Linked DNA regions of Drosophila melanogaster: all the other regions are linked to region 2. A link is a contact called in public Hi-C data. All regions are on one chromosome and are shown on one strand. The core of a region is the stretch at or near the end of the contact, and the rest is flanking DNA. Distances in the headings are between cores, read along the strand shown.

The links. A called contact is a pair of places that touch in the nucleus more often than the background predicts.
Region 1: a Hi-C map of the Kc167 cell line shows a contact between it and region 2, with 2.7 times the contacts expected there. A contact is called at or near these places in 3 of 107 Hi-C or Micro-C datasets (the Kc167 cell line, the ML-DmBG3-c2 cell line and wing imaginal disc).
Region 3: a Hi-C map of the OSC cell line shows a contact between it and region 2, with 4 times the contacts expected there. A contact is called at or near these places in 3 of 107 Hi-C or Micro-C datasets (the OSC cell line, embryonic mesoderm and wing imaginal disc).
Region 4: a contact with region 2 is called in a Hi-C map of the Kc167 cell line, with 3 times the contacts expected there. A contact is called at or near these places in 4 of 107 Hi-C or Micro-C datasets (the D17-c3 cell line, the Kc167 cell line, eye imaginal disc and 1 more).

What each region holds. Positions count from the first base shown.
Region 1 is chr3L:15,233,701-15,236,927 of dm6, reverse strand. It overlaps Tollo (tollo), which reads right to left and starts at 1,309. Exons shown (of 1, transcript NM_080018.2): 1 at 1-1,309. The coding sequence starts at 807.
Region 2 is chr3L:15,533,744-15,537,207 of dm6, reverse strand. It overlaps CrebA (Cyclic-AMP response element binding protein A), which reads right to left and starts at 1,813. Exons shown (of 6, transcript NM_206374.2): 1 at 753-1,813. The coding sequence starts at 806.
Region 3 is chr3L:15,188,922-15,192,501 of dm6, reverse strand. lncRNA:CR44562 (long non-coding RNA:CR44562) reads right to left here and starts at 2,062. Exons shown (of 1, transcript NR_124945.1): 1 at 1,504-2,062.
Region 4 is chr3L:15,104,317-15,107,555 of dm6, reverse strand. CG45071 reads right to left here and starts at 1,674. Exons shown (of 4, transcript NM_168607.2): 1 at 1,488-1,674. The region is part of intron 1 of Ctps (CTP synthase); the gene reads right to left.

The sequences.
Region 1 (3,227 bases), core at 60-2,559, 300 kb after region 2:
TCGGTTCGCCGAAAGATCCACAACCCTCAGCGAAAGAAGACCCTCGAAGGCGCGATCGGCCAGAAAACTCATACTGTTCTTGGCCATATTCAGATGGGTCAGTCGGCCCAGAGCCGATAACATTGCCGTGGGCAAGCTGACCATCTTGTTGGCACTCAGATCCAAACTTTGCAGTGTGGAGCCGCAAACTCGTGCCTTCCGCGAACTGAGCGAGGCACTGAAGTAAAAGTTGCTGATGTCCTGAATTTTGTTGTACGAAGCATTCAGGTGCTGCAGGGATTTCAGGGGGCACACCATGCCATCCGGTATCAGCCAGATGTTGTTGAGACTCAGATCCAAACGCTCCAGCTGGCGGAACTCCACGAAGCTATTGGATGCCATCTCCAGCGACATTGTGGACCAATCGCCATTGTGCGTGCGAATCGTGAGGTTTCGCAGCTCCTGCAGACCACGGAAAGATCCATCCGTGAGATTGCCCAGCTTGCAGTACTCGATGGTGAGATCCCTGAGTTCCACCAGCGATCTGAAGCTATCCGGACTCAGACTGCTCTGGAAGAACAGGGCATCGTTGCACTCCAGACGCAGGCGCACCGTGTTCTGCGGCTGGATCACGCTAAAGTTGGTGTTCTCCAGCTCCGAGTTGATGGTCCTCAGGTGACAGACCAGAGTGATGTCATGCTCCCCGCCGCCGGACCAGCGGCACTCATCGGGAGCCTGGTACAACACCGTCTTGCTGAGGGCTGCCCCGAAAATGGGTATTACACAGGTGGCAATCAGCACGTACAGCATGTGGGTGGTGGCCAGCATTTTTGGTGGTTCCTAAACTTCGAATGGGGTTTCGATTTTGGTTAATCGGGGAGGTTATGAGGGGCTTCTTTTGGTCTTTCACTGCTCGTTCTATTTTTCGCCCATTTTGTGTGTGTGCTTATTTGGGATTTTTTAAATTATTTTGTTTTTTGTTTGGTTTTATAGCGCAGCTTTGCACAATCGCCACTTTTCACAACAACACCACATCAACCGATTTAATGCTTGATCTAAAACGATTTTCTTGTTTCTTCCCGCTGGCTATGTAATTTTCTTTATCTTCTTATATCTTTTGATTTCGGTTGCATTCGTTTTTCGATTTCTATATCTTAATTTTATTGCTTTGCAGTTGTTTCGCGTTGACCGTAATCCAAGTGGGGGGTGCGATAGCGCGATTGATAAATTGTGTTCCAATTTTTCTCGAAGCGATACTTCTTCTTTTTTCTATTTCATCCGCTGAACGACAAACGCGCGTCCGCTCGGCTCGAAGTCAACTCAAAAACTGATCGCTCTCTCCGGTTTTCAGCCAGCAGCAAGTGCCGCTGAAAATCACTCATCCGCCTGAGTGACTATGTGAGTGAGTAGCTGAGTACCTGAGTAAATGAGTAAGTGAGCACTCATTGAGCACGCACACAGAACCAAGGAACTAGAGCGAGATGCGATCGAGTAAACAAAACTATGCAATCCGAACGCAAACGCATTGCACGTAATGGCCCACAGTGCACAGTGGGCCGAATAGCAACGAATTGCACTCGGTGGGCAGGTAGAATTAGCATGGGGTTTTGCAACAAAGCAAAGCAAAGATGGAAGATGTGAGGAAGTGAGATCGCGGGAGATGGGCAGGTGATATTAGTCTACAGAAACATGTGTAATTTTAAGACCAAGGATATTCCAAATCTGCAATACTTTAGGGTCAAGGATGCCGACGGAAGGAATAGGTAAATCGATATGCTAGATCTGTATAGCGATCTCCCGATCTGATAAAAAAAGTTCCCTAGAGAAGTAGATGGATGGGACAACTATTAAATAATATGAAATATGTAACAAGTGCGGCACTGTAATCCACAAAGAAAATTTCAAAGCAGTTATTCAAAAGTATAGGAATAAAAGAATCCACAACTTATACTTCTGGAGAATAAAGGTCATTTGACTCATGAATAATGTTTAATTATAAATTAGAATTAAATATTATTATTATTATAATATAATAATGTTTAAAATTGTATATAGTATGAAAATAGGAAATAAATTCAAATACCAATTCGATACGGACAAACAATCTAAGGAAGGACCTCTGCAGTTATCTTATACGATTTCCGGTGTCGTGGCTTTAAATACAAATCAAATTAGTCCACACCTCAAATATTTGTCACGCCAAAACAACCTTGATCTTTGGACAATAACTCCCCGTCCCAGCAGGTTCACACCCACAGCTGGCACCTTGCCGATTTGGGCCCACTGTGCGCACTATGTGCCTCCCCGCCGTTTCCCGCCTGTCGGTTCCGCTGAGCGTCAAAGCCGAGCAAACAATTTCAATTCCAATGAGACATTGACACTCGTCACACCGGTTAGACGAGTTCTACTCCACGAAAACCCAGCTGAGCGTTGAGTACTCAGCGCAATTGAGTGTTTTTCCATATTCAGCAGATGAGATATATCCGTTGAGAGAAACGAAAGAGAACCGATTTGCTGAATCGACGGATTCGAGTGCAAGTGGCGGCTGATCTTCGGCTTTTCTTTGCTTGCCTTGCAGACAGCCACAAAAACCGAAAACGAGACGAAAAAAAAGCAGAGAATAATCATAAAAAATTATTGAAATCAATTGTTAATTCAGCCAATGTCAGTTTGATATAGGCGCACACTCACACACGCGAACCCACAAAAAAATTGACTGATTTTTCTTGATTTATGAGAGCAGCCGCAGCAGTTGGTGGGATTGGATTGGGGCTGGGACTCGAACTCGGACCGTTGGTATTTTTCTTCAATACCGAACCGGACCGGCTGGCCGGGCAATCGAGATTTGTCGGGGAGATCTCAAACTCGGGGGGCTTACTCATTATGAGGTGGCGGTGGCTGAGCCGCAGATGGAGCCGACCTAAAGTTCGAAGGGGTCCGAATACAAGTATGAGTACGAGTCCAAATCTGATATATTTTTTCGCATGATCTGGCTGCCCATATGCTGTAACCGCACTTTCAAACTTTCCCAAAACAATGCGCCAAGCAAAACAGATCGCTACCGGATTAAACAGAACACACAAACAGCTGGGTTCGAAAAAATAAGTGCAACAAGTGTTTTATAATCAATCGGAAGCTTATTCAAAAAAGCTGAGAATTTAATGATCCGAAAAGTCTTCTAATTTAATTTAAGCTTTTCGAAAGTAAAATCCTGACTAAGCGAAATATATAAAATATAATTGTTAATA
Region 2 (3,464 bases), core at 564-3,063:
TGTTTTTTTCACTATACGGTTATTTTTTTTTTTTTTACATTCGAAATTTTGGTGGTGCGGTGAGCGGACATTTTTATGAGGTGGCTTGGGACAGGTTTGATCGTAGGCCAGTTTGTCGGTGATCGGTATTCTCTCAGGTGATCGCATACATATACATATAAATGCGAACCACTTAATATGCAGAGAAAGAAAAGAAAACTGGCTAAATTCCGTGGGACCCTGGAGATCGAAATTCGTTTCTTCATTTTCCTTTTCTCAAATCGATCATCATACTTAGAATTCAGCTCATGAATAAGTTCACGTTTTTTCTCCCCAACTGATAAGCTTAATGTGGGTCATTAAAGTGTTTTTCTTTAGATTTTTTAAAATGCAATTTCGTTTCGTGGAAGCACGACTCTTGCATGTTTAAAATGTACACCGAAATGACTTAATAATCGTATTGAAGATGTCTCTGTAGTCAAAGATCGAAGTTCAAGGAGTTCACCAAGTTTAGTTGGGGCATTGCCACATAAAATTTAGTGAGCTATAATATACATATAAGAGCTACCAATGTATATCTCGGACATTTTCTTATCGTTGCGTTCGAGTTGTCGGCTTTAACTTTCACATACTCGTATAGCCCATATCAAGCATACCTGCTGTAATAAAAGCTCTCAAGTATCAATGGTTCTGTTCTGACTGATATAATATGGGGGTACAAGTTGCTTTTCGCATTTTTAATTGTGCTCGGGAGTGGTAATTTGAACACTTACCGGATCTAAGTCGGAGTCCCATATATCTTTGAGGTCGCCATCGTAGAATTCCATGGTTGGCGCTAGTCAGATGCGCTCTAAGAACTCTTTTAGTTGTTTTTTTTTTATTGCGGTTCGGGGATGGTGTGGTATGGTTTAATTCGGTTCCACTCGGTTGCAGTCACACTAATTTTTCTACTTTAACCCACTTAAGAACTGTCTTCTTATAATTTTTGTAGTTTATGGTATTATACTATTATTTTTATACGATTTTGCTGACTGAAAAGTGGCTCTTTCTCCGCTCTTTCTCTTTCTTTATACTTTATCTTCTTTATTCCTCGTGCGCTCTTCTACCTCTCTTTCTCTTTTATTTTTTACTTTACTTTTTTTCCGTAAAGAACAGTTCTGGGTGATGACTGTTGGTTGCTTCTTTATAACACTTATTAAGGGGAAACCTGTTGCTTCCAGAGAATGTTTTCACTTGACATTGTTATAGTCTGCGTGTGTGTGTGTGTGTGTGACTTTTTCGTTTGTATGTGTATACCGGGCATTCATTCGTATTGGTTGTGGTATTTGGGGTGTATCTGTGTACGGATCTAACTTGGTTTACAACTGTCGGCTGGATTTAACTTGTTGCATGCGCTTTTCTCGTCGGATTATATTTGGCGTTAACATTAATTGAATTATTAACTTTTTTCCCGATTCGGAAACGAAACACTCGATTTTCATAGAAAATAGTTATTATATGTATGTTTAGATTCAACGTTGATAACCATATAATTTTAGTTTATTTGATTTTTCTTTTCGCTGTACTGTGTTTTGGACTCGATTACGATTTCAATTGATTTAATTGAATTTTTTGATGTGTTTTGTGTGTGAATGGGCAGTAAACCGCTTTAGAAATGGCTTTGCTCGGCCCGTGTATAATAGCATTTAATATGTGTAGTTAATATCGTTAACTTTAGCAATAATATTTGTATGTTTGGATGTATGGGATGGTAGCACACAATTAGAATAAACTGTCCGTAGTGCGACTGCAGCCAAAAACGGTACTAAACTAAATGTCGGTGAAATTCTTGTGAATGCGAACGAACGAATCGAAACGTCAGTCCTCTGCTGACGTCGCTGCCGCCGCTCAGTCGCTCTCTTTTCCGCTACAACGCTTTGTCTCTCTTCCGCACGTATAGCGCTCTCTTTCCGTCTATCTCTTTGTCTCTCTCTCTCTGCGCTTATAATGCCGGCAATTTCAGAATTTCATACAGAAAACCTCGAACAATTGATACTTTTGTAATAAAAAAAATAACAAATTTAAATTAAGGATATGATGAATTGATGTTTCCTCATTAAAATGAGAAGAGAAAAGGTACAATAAATGGCCTAAATATACTCTTTCAATTTGAAAAGATCGCTACAAAATAACATCGTATTTCTAATATCCTGTGTTAATAGTGTTATTGATTCGTTAATCTACGGGAAACGTTTGGGGTTGTTGCTTTTCGTTCCCAAAGGTCAACTAATCACATACCTTATGTTACATTTGCTATAGTTTAATTGAATTTATTGACTTCTTAACGTGTTTGGGGTAGTTGTAACTGAAGACTGAAGCCGTGTACTATACATTTCAAATATTGTATTCCCATGGTTCTTGGCCACCAATCTACCCTTGATACTGTGTAACATGCGGGTTAGCCGGCATCGAATCCGAATCCAAATGCGATAGTATCCGACTCTCTCCCGAAAAGCGTGCTCTTAGTGAAACTTTCACGCTCTTTGGGGTTTCGAGAAGTGAATGTAAGTTGATTGTCGTAAGCCGGCTTTGACGTCGTTTTGAGACCGGAGATCGGAGACCAGGGGCCCGAGATTTGAGATTTGAGACCCGGAGCCGCATAGGAAAGGAAAACAAGTTTCTTCCGACGCTATGGGCTGCGTCGACGTCAGCGTTGCGGCAACATTTGTTAACCTGTTTTTTATTATAGATTTTGTGTTGTTGCTGCGAGTATTTGATTTGGCCCGAATGCACGATGGAATAGGACGGGGGGTGTACCCCGCTCTGCAACCAGACCCGACTTTGGCTGCTGCCGCTTGGTAACACTCGCTCCGTTGATCTTGTCAACTTGACCAAGTTATTTGAACTATGCACATGTGCAGACCATAGAGAGTCGGGCCATTCCAACACAGGCGGGCCAAGCCGAGTCATTTGAAGGCTGTTTGCCGGAGCTGGGAGCCAAGAGTTTTGTTCGGAGATCTTTGAGAGCCAGAGCCTATGGATATGGATATGGCTGTGGGGATCTTTGGGGCCTGGCCTGGACTTATGCTGCTGCTGCTGTCGCTGCTGTTGCTGCTGCTGCTGCTGCAATGCTGCGACGACGGCGACGACGCAAAGTGAATGTACTTTCAAACCAAAGATCCGGTTTAAAGCTGCCCGGGCAACAGATACAGCGCAGACAAACGACGATGACAACGGCGATGTTTTCACAAAAACGCTTGTGTAATACATATGGAGAGGCATAGGTATATGACTATAGCTCCGTGCTCCGTGCACGTCATGTATACCCCCGCTGAAAATATACACACAGCTCTCGGCCACTAATTTCTTGTTTGTTGACGTGATTTTATTGTATTCATTTAAAAATTTCAAATTTGAAAATCCCCAATATGGCTTACACCACATAGTAAATTGGCTGGGCCAACAAGACGCCTCTGAGAGGGATCAGATCATTGGTGCGCCCTTCT
Region 3 (3,580 bases), core at 813-3,312, 340 kb after region 2:
CCCGCCTCCCCACATATTCGTTGCATTTTCAATACCCTGTATCAGTGGGTATGCCACATTCTTGGCAAATTTAGTTAGTGTCCTGTAAAGTTATTATCTAGTTATATTTTCACTTAGCGAACGATTTCATGTATCTTAGATATCAATCTCTATTTTGAACCAGTACATCTTAAGACAAAAGTTATTATCTGAATTAACGCATACCTATTGTTTTACTGTTAAGATAACCCGGCGATTCAGTCTACAAAATATCAGCAGCCTAGGTGCCATAAAAAGTGATAGAATCTTTGTTCTTCAGATTCATAATTGCAAAAGTCCCCAAAAATTTGGTAGATTGTTTGCATAGCTTTTTGCTGATAGGTCAGATCAAACCCAAGGGTATGCAGATATTCGATAACATCCTTTTTGATAGATATTTCTTTTTTTCGGCTGAGCCAAGGCGAATTGAGTCCGCCGCTGTTATGGATTTTTTTTCTGCCGTTGCTCGTAAGATGCTTGGCAGGGCAATAATCATAAATTTAGACAACAACGAACCGGCAGCCGCAACAGTAGTAGGCACCACATCGAAGGGGTTTCCAAAGAGGGGGGAGGCACCAAAGGGGGCGAAACCTTAGGGGGACACACTTGGCCGGAGGAGCTGGAGCTGGAGCTGCGAGTGTGCCATGTGGTCCAACTCTGAATCCGGCAACTACAACTCCAACTTTGATCGCCGGTTCACTTCGTCTGGTGGATTTCTGCTTTTCGGGGGTCGTTCTAAGCAAACAAATGCTTAAAGCATAAAATATTGATATTTTCCTGCTCCTTTTTTTATTTTTTATTTATTTTGTTCTGGTTTTTGCCTGCTGCGTGTTTTTTTTTAATTTTATTTTGGCTGCTGTCCCAGCCAAGCTTAAGCTGCAATCGATTTCGATTTTCGGATTCGGGTTGCATATGAAGTTGTCTTTTTATTTGATTTTAAATTGTTTATTGCTTTGCATATTTCATAATTCTTTTCCCACTCCGCTCTTGTTTGTTGTTGCTGAAGCTGTTGTTATTTTTGCCATTTGTTATTGTAAGGCTTTGGCGAATTTTCGCTGGCCTTGGGTTAGTGGAAGTGTCGAATGGGCCAATGGGAATATGTTTTGGAGTCGGGGGAGGATGAGCGCCGACTGACAGATGGTTTTTGCGTCGAAATTCGGCGGGTTTCTGGTGAAATCAGGAAGCGAATCGATTATGCTGACATTGAAGTGAAGAGTCACATTCCCATGAAATTTAACGCTTCCTAAATGAAGCGGAAGATGCCCAAATAAATTCAAATGGCATTCTTATGGTTTTGTTTTGAACACATCTATAGAAACCTCATTAAAGTAGCAATGATCTTTTAGAGCTTAACAATACGTTTAGTTGTTACGGACAACCCAAATAACACAGAAATAATTATTTATAAATTTTTAATGAACTATTAATTAGTTAGAAATTCTAACCCATTTTATTTGTTAGTATCTTCCTTAATTAAACAACAATCGGTGAAGCCAATCTGGAAATTATGCAAAACTTGTTTTTCCGCCAAAGAAGCCACTTTTTGGGATTTTCCAAAACTTGGCAGACACATGAGTTGAATGCCACAAGGAGGCTTCTGTCTCGTGCTCATTTCTTGGCTACATTCGATATGAACCCCCTTCCGGGATCCCGAGTTGTGTCAGTTAATTTCCAATACACTTTTCCAGGTGCCCCAACCCCCTGCTTCATGTTCACAGTTGAAAACCCACCCATGGGCGTCGTATGAGCCCCAATCCCAATCGTAGGCTTATCAAAGGTGTCTGCGCTGCGCTGCGTGCGTGTGTTCCCGAATGACCAAATGCCCAAAAATCTAGTAGCTGCAAGTGGAGGCCAACAAAACGGATCGGGCCAAGTCCAAACACCCTGGGGCTGGTCAAGAACACTTGAATTTGCTCATCATCAGCAGTTGCAGCCAAAATGAGGAGCGGAGACGATGGGGATGCAGGGGCTTCGCAGATTGGTATCGATGGCAAGGCTGTCTGCCAGAGGTTCAAATACTAACACTTAATGAACTTAACTTTCCAACAACATCAAATTTCCATAAGAAAGGCAGGAAAGGAAAAGCTTCTGGGGATGGGATGAGATGCTGATGTTTGCTACTTTTGCAGTTTCCACTGCGTGTGCAAGTATCTATTAGATACGCTTATTTCGAGGAGGACGCCGGTGCAGCCGACTGCAATATACCTGCCACACTTGTTGTTGCTGCTGTCTGTTGGATGCCTTTGGTTCATTCTGTTTTGACTATACCCACTAGTTTTAAATTACTACTGAGTATACTTGATTAATGCCTAATTGATTGATGTTAACGCACGAATAGTCGCTTTCTATGTGTTTCTTGAATACATTCGCTATTACTGATTGCAACTTGAGCTTGTGTACGTAAAACAATCTTCCTAACAAAAAACATAACAAATAAACTAAACATTTTTTTTTTGTAAATTAGTGTTAGTGAAACAAATGATGGTATTCAATATTTAGAAAACGGTTTAGAGCTATATTTCTCTTTGGCAGTATGCAATGTATGTACATAACAGTAGTGTCAATCTCTTTCTCTTACTCAAGAATTTTGTACCAGGTATCTTATAGTTGGGAAGCCCCAGCATTGTGCTTCAACTTGTTACCGTTGAGGATGGGATGCTGCCGTTGCCTGCACAGAGGCATCAAGATACTGCCCCGGACTACATTGGTAGCTGCTAACCGAATACGAGTATCTGGGCATCTGGGCAGCTGCTCCCCCCTCGGATCTTTGGAGCTCTGGCTCTGGCTGGGGTTCGGGTTCCATTCAGTGCGGTACGGTACGGTTCGCAACGGAGCTTCCTCTTTGGGTCTGGGTCTCTGGCAGCGAGCGACTTTGGCAATCAGCAATTAGCAGATATGTTAACTTCATGTTAACGAACCAATTTGAAATTTAAATGCGGCACAAACCCGGGTGCTCATACGTCGTTGTTGTCATCACTTCTTCAACTCACCGATGCACCCAGTCCGATGTCGATATGTCGCTGTCGATGCCGCCAGACAAACCGACAACTGGGAACTGAAAACTGGGAACTGGGATCTGGTAAGCGGGAACTGGGAACTGAGAACTGGGAACTCGGGGGCCCAGGAACCTCTCGTCAAGGAGCAGAGTCGTAGGCATCTGAAGACCCAGACCCCGAACCCCCACACACTCAATCTCCACACACACAAATTTGAGCTTAGCAAAATTTTAATACAACCAACCTGGAAGAAATCAAGGAAAACGGCAAAAGAAATTCCGAATCGAACGATCCTAAGAGACGATACATATGCATAACCAAAAGCAGAGGAAACGATAAGAGAAGTGTTTTTTGAGAATGCAAAACATGTTTGAATACTCTTGATGCAGAACCAAAGGCATAGTGTACCTGGCTTTAAAAAAAAAATATTACATTTTTGAAAATATTTTAAGATATATGGGTATGCTACTAAAGTTTTTAGGAACAGGAATGATATTAGCATAATCTGTGACCCAATGACCATATGAAACGAAGGCAGGAAATTATTAAGCAACCGAAACGATCAA
Region 4 (3,239 bases), core at 425-2,924, 430 kb after region 2:
GCGAGCAAAAGCAATTTCTGGCGGCAGCTACAGCTTTGCTGCAGGCACAGCACGGCAGAGCAGAGCAGAGCAGACAAGAGACCGACCAGAAGACCAAGCCAAGCCAAGCCAGACAAATAATGCGTCACGTTGCGCAGTCGTTAAATTTTCGTTTTCGTCGTTGCCGTTGCTGTTTTTATGGGCAAAAACTGCCGGCGACAGTGTGTTTCACTGCTGTTGTTGTTGTTAGGCGAGGGCAGGGTGAAAAATGTAGGGAAGGGGGCTATCGGGGTTGGAAAAGCGGGCTGAAAAGCTGGCCCAGCTGCTGTCGAGGTGATTGGGAGCTGGGTAACTAACAGCTCCTCTGCTGGTAGCCAAGAATTTCACAAGTTTCGACCCGCCGTGGAAAGTTATGAGGCCTTACACATACACATACACGCTCGATGCTTTTTTTTTTTTGAACTGGAAGCTGTTTGGCTAGGAAATTGGCAGCTAAGTGGACTAACACTGTGGGGATTTGGAAATCATTTCCTTAATTTTGATTTCCCGCTGCTTATCAGCAAGAGTCAAGGAAACAAGAGATAAGAGAGTTGCTTTGGCTGAATAACTATACTATTTATAGGTCAGATCTTGCATAAAGGCGATGTATTGATCGAAATGAAAGAAATAATGATTACTTTTTGCTTAACCCATGAAAAGCCGAAGAGTGTGGAGAGTTCAGATTACATTAAATGTGGGTAAGTTACATTAACATGTTAAATTGATAGCTTACTCGAAACTACTTATGGCTTATCATAAATATAAAAAACTGTAAAACAATTTGAAATACGCTTAGAATTGAAGAACATATGGATGAAGCAGAATTCAAGAATTTAAATTTAATTTAAACCTGGACTTTTATTTTAAACCAATTGCAAAACGTGGATGTTTTTCATATATAAGTTAACTTAGGTCATTTGCATATGCGTTTAAATATTAACTCTTTGTTTTCTTCACTCCCTTTTAGGCTTTAAAGTTTCAACTGTATTCATTGTTTTTTTCCCTTTCCTGAAGATTTACATTCAAGTTATTTACTCCTTCTCGGTTTATAAAGCTCTAATATCTTTTCTCTTAGCTTCAAATTACCAGGCCACCTGATCTGTAAATCATACACATATCGGTTCCTTATCATCAAACTCCCACTCTCTTTTAGGAAAAATTATTCTCTTTCTTTTTCCTCACCAAACTTTAATATCCATCACTCCCTCCCCCTCTCGCTAAAAACTGTCATTGAAATTGGCCCAGGAATGAAGAGCAAAGAAAGATGGGCTCAAAGGGGGGTGGGCCATAAACCATATAGTTTCCTCTATAAAATCAATAAAACCCACGCACACACATGTGCGTGTCTCATTCGCTAACACACATATGCAAAAATTAGCGCGCCAGGAGTCGCAACTAGCGGGACATGTGAGTGGTTTCCAGAGGGTGGCGAATCAGTGGATGTGTGTGTGTGTGTATGTTTCTGTTACCGCCAAGTTTATAATAATCGAAAAGTTTTTTTTTGCGCTCGGTCAGCCGCGCCGGCCCGTAGATTCCGTTATGTCCCGAGAGCGTTTTCCACGAGCGCGAATGAAAAGTCGAGAAGCCGAAATGCGGAATTGCGAATTCCCGAACCAAAATGCGAACCACTGCTGATTGCAGTCAGCTTACAACTGAAATTGAAAATTCAGCAGAGCAAAGTGCGAAGCGCCGCTGCTTCTGCTGCTGCTGCTGGCTGTCGCAGCGTTGTTGCTGTTGCTTTTGCCTTTGCTGCCGTTGACGCGCCGCCACCGCTGCCGCACACAGACCGCTCTGCCCCTGCCCCGACCCCTCCCCCTTTCTCACACTCTCTCGCTCCCCACCTCCCTCTGACCCATCGGCTATTTGCCACTGCGACAGGCTGCAGTCAAGCCATCCGCCATCAGGCCGAGAGCCATGAGCCATGAGCCAGCCAGTCAGCCAGCAGGCCGTGTTCAGGCCCAGGCCCAGTCGCAGTCGTAGCAGTCCCATTTCCATTCCCACTCCCGCTCTCCCTACCGTTCCCACTCCAAATTCGAATCCCCGGCCAGGTCCACAAGCCCCCCAAAAGCCAAGCGAGCCAGCCAGAGCCACCAGCCAGCCAGCCAACAAAACGTGCCAACTAGCGGCGGCAGCTGAAACGACGCCAGCCAAACAGCCAACAGCCACCAGCAGCAGCAGGCAGGCAAAATAATATGAAAAAAAAAAAACAAAAAAGTCCTAAAGGCCTTCTAAAGAGAACGAAAATGATGATACTCTTGCCTTGAATATAAGAATGCATATCAGTAGCGTTAGGGTCTTTAGCTATGTATGTATGTATATGAGAAAATCAATCTATTAATCTGAAGCAATGAAAAGTATCATGTGAAGAATTTACGCAGTTAAACGATGTTAGGTGGAAGATGAAATCCTAGTATTCTTCTCGCAACCGACTGTCCAACCAACCACTCGTCGAACTGGCAATACCCTCCGTAGAAGAGAGGGCATGAGAAGCGCACACTGAAACGCAAAAAACGCCAGCGAGGAGGCGCAGGCCTCCAATGGGCGGAGTGTAGGTGGGAGGGGCAGTGGGGCAGAGCAGTCAGCAGGCTGGCAGTTAAGTTCAGTTTCAGGCGAGAGCCAAAGCCACGCCACAAGCTTTTGCTTTTGCTTTTGCCGGCGCGACACACATACATACGTACACAATGTGTGAATGTGCATGTGTATGCGGTGATGATAGGGGAGGGGGAGGAGAGTGCGAGCCAGAGGGAGGTGGAGAAGCGCGCACAAACGCTAAAAACGGCCGCCGCCATTTGCTTCGCTCTGCTCGCTTCTGGCTCCCCGTGTTGTTGCTTTTGCTTCTGCTGCTTTTGGGCATATTATTGCCGGCTATCCAGCACACGCACACCAACACACTCACCCAGAGCCGCACGGCCACACAAACACATGCGAGAGAGAGCCAGCCGAGCTGTCTGTGTGAGGTGGAGCCGGTGGCCTGCTCTCCTCCAGCCGTGCTTCCTCACTCTTCCTTCGCTCTTCCTGTCCTGCCTGCCTGGCTGCCTACTGCATGCTCAGCCAACAACAATCGACGCGCGGAAGCGAGCGAGCTAGCGAGCGAAAAGCATAAACCATGAAGAGAGCGAGAGCGGGGTGTAAGGGGAGCGGGTGCTGGTGAGGGCGCGGGCGGAAGAGAGGAGGCTCGTTAAAATCACGCGACAGGAGGCAGCGGCGGCAGCAGCAGAAGA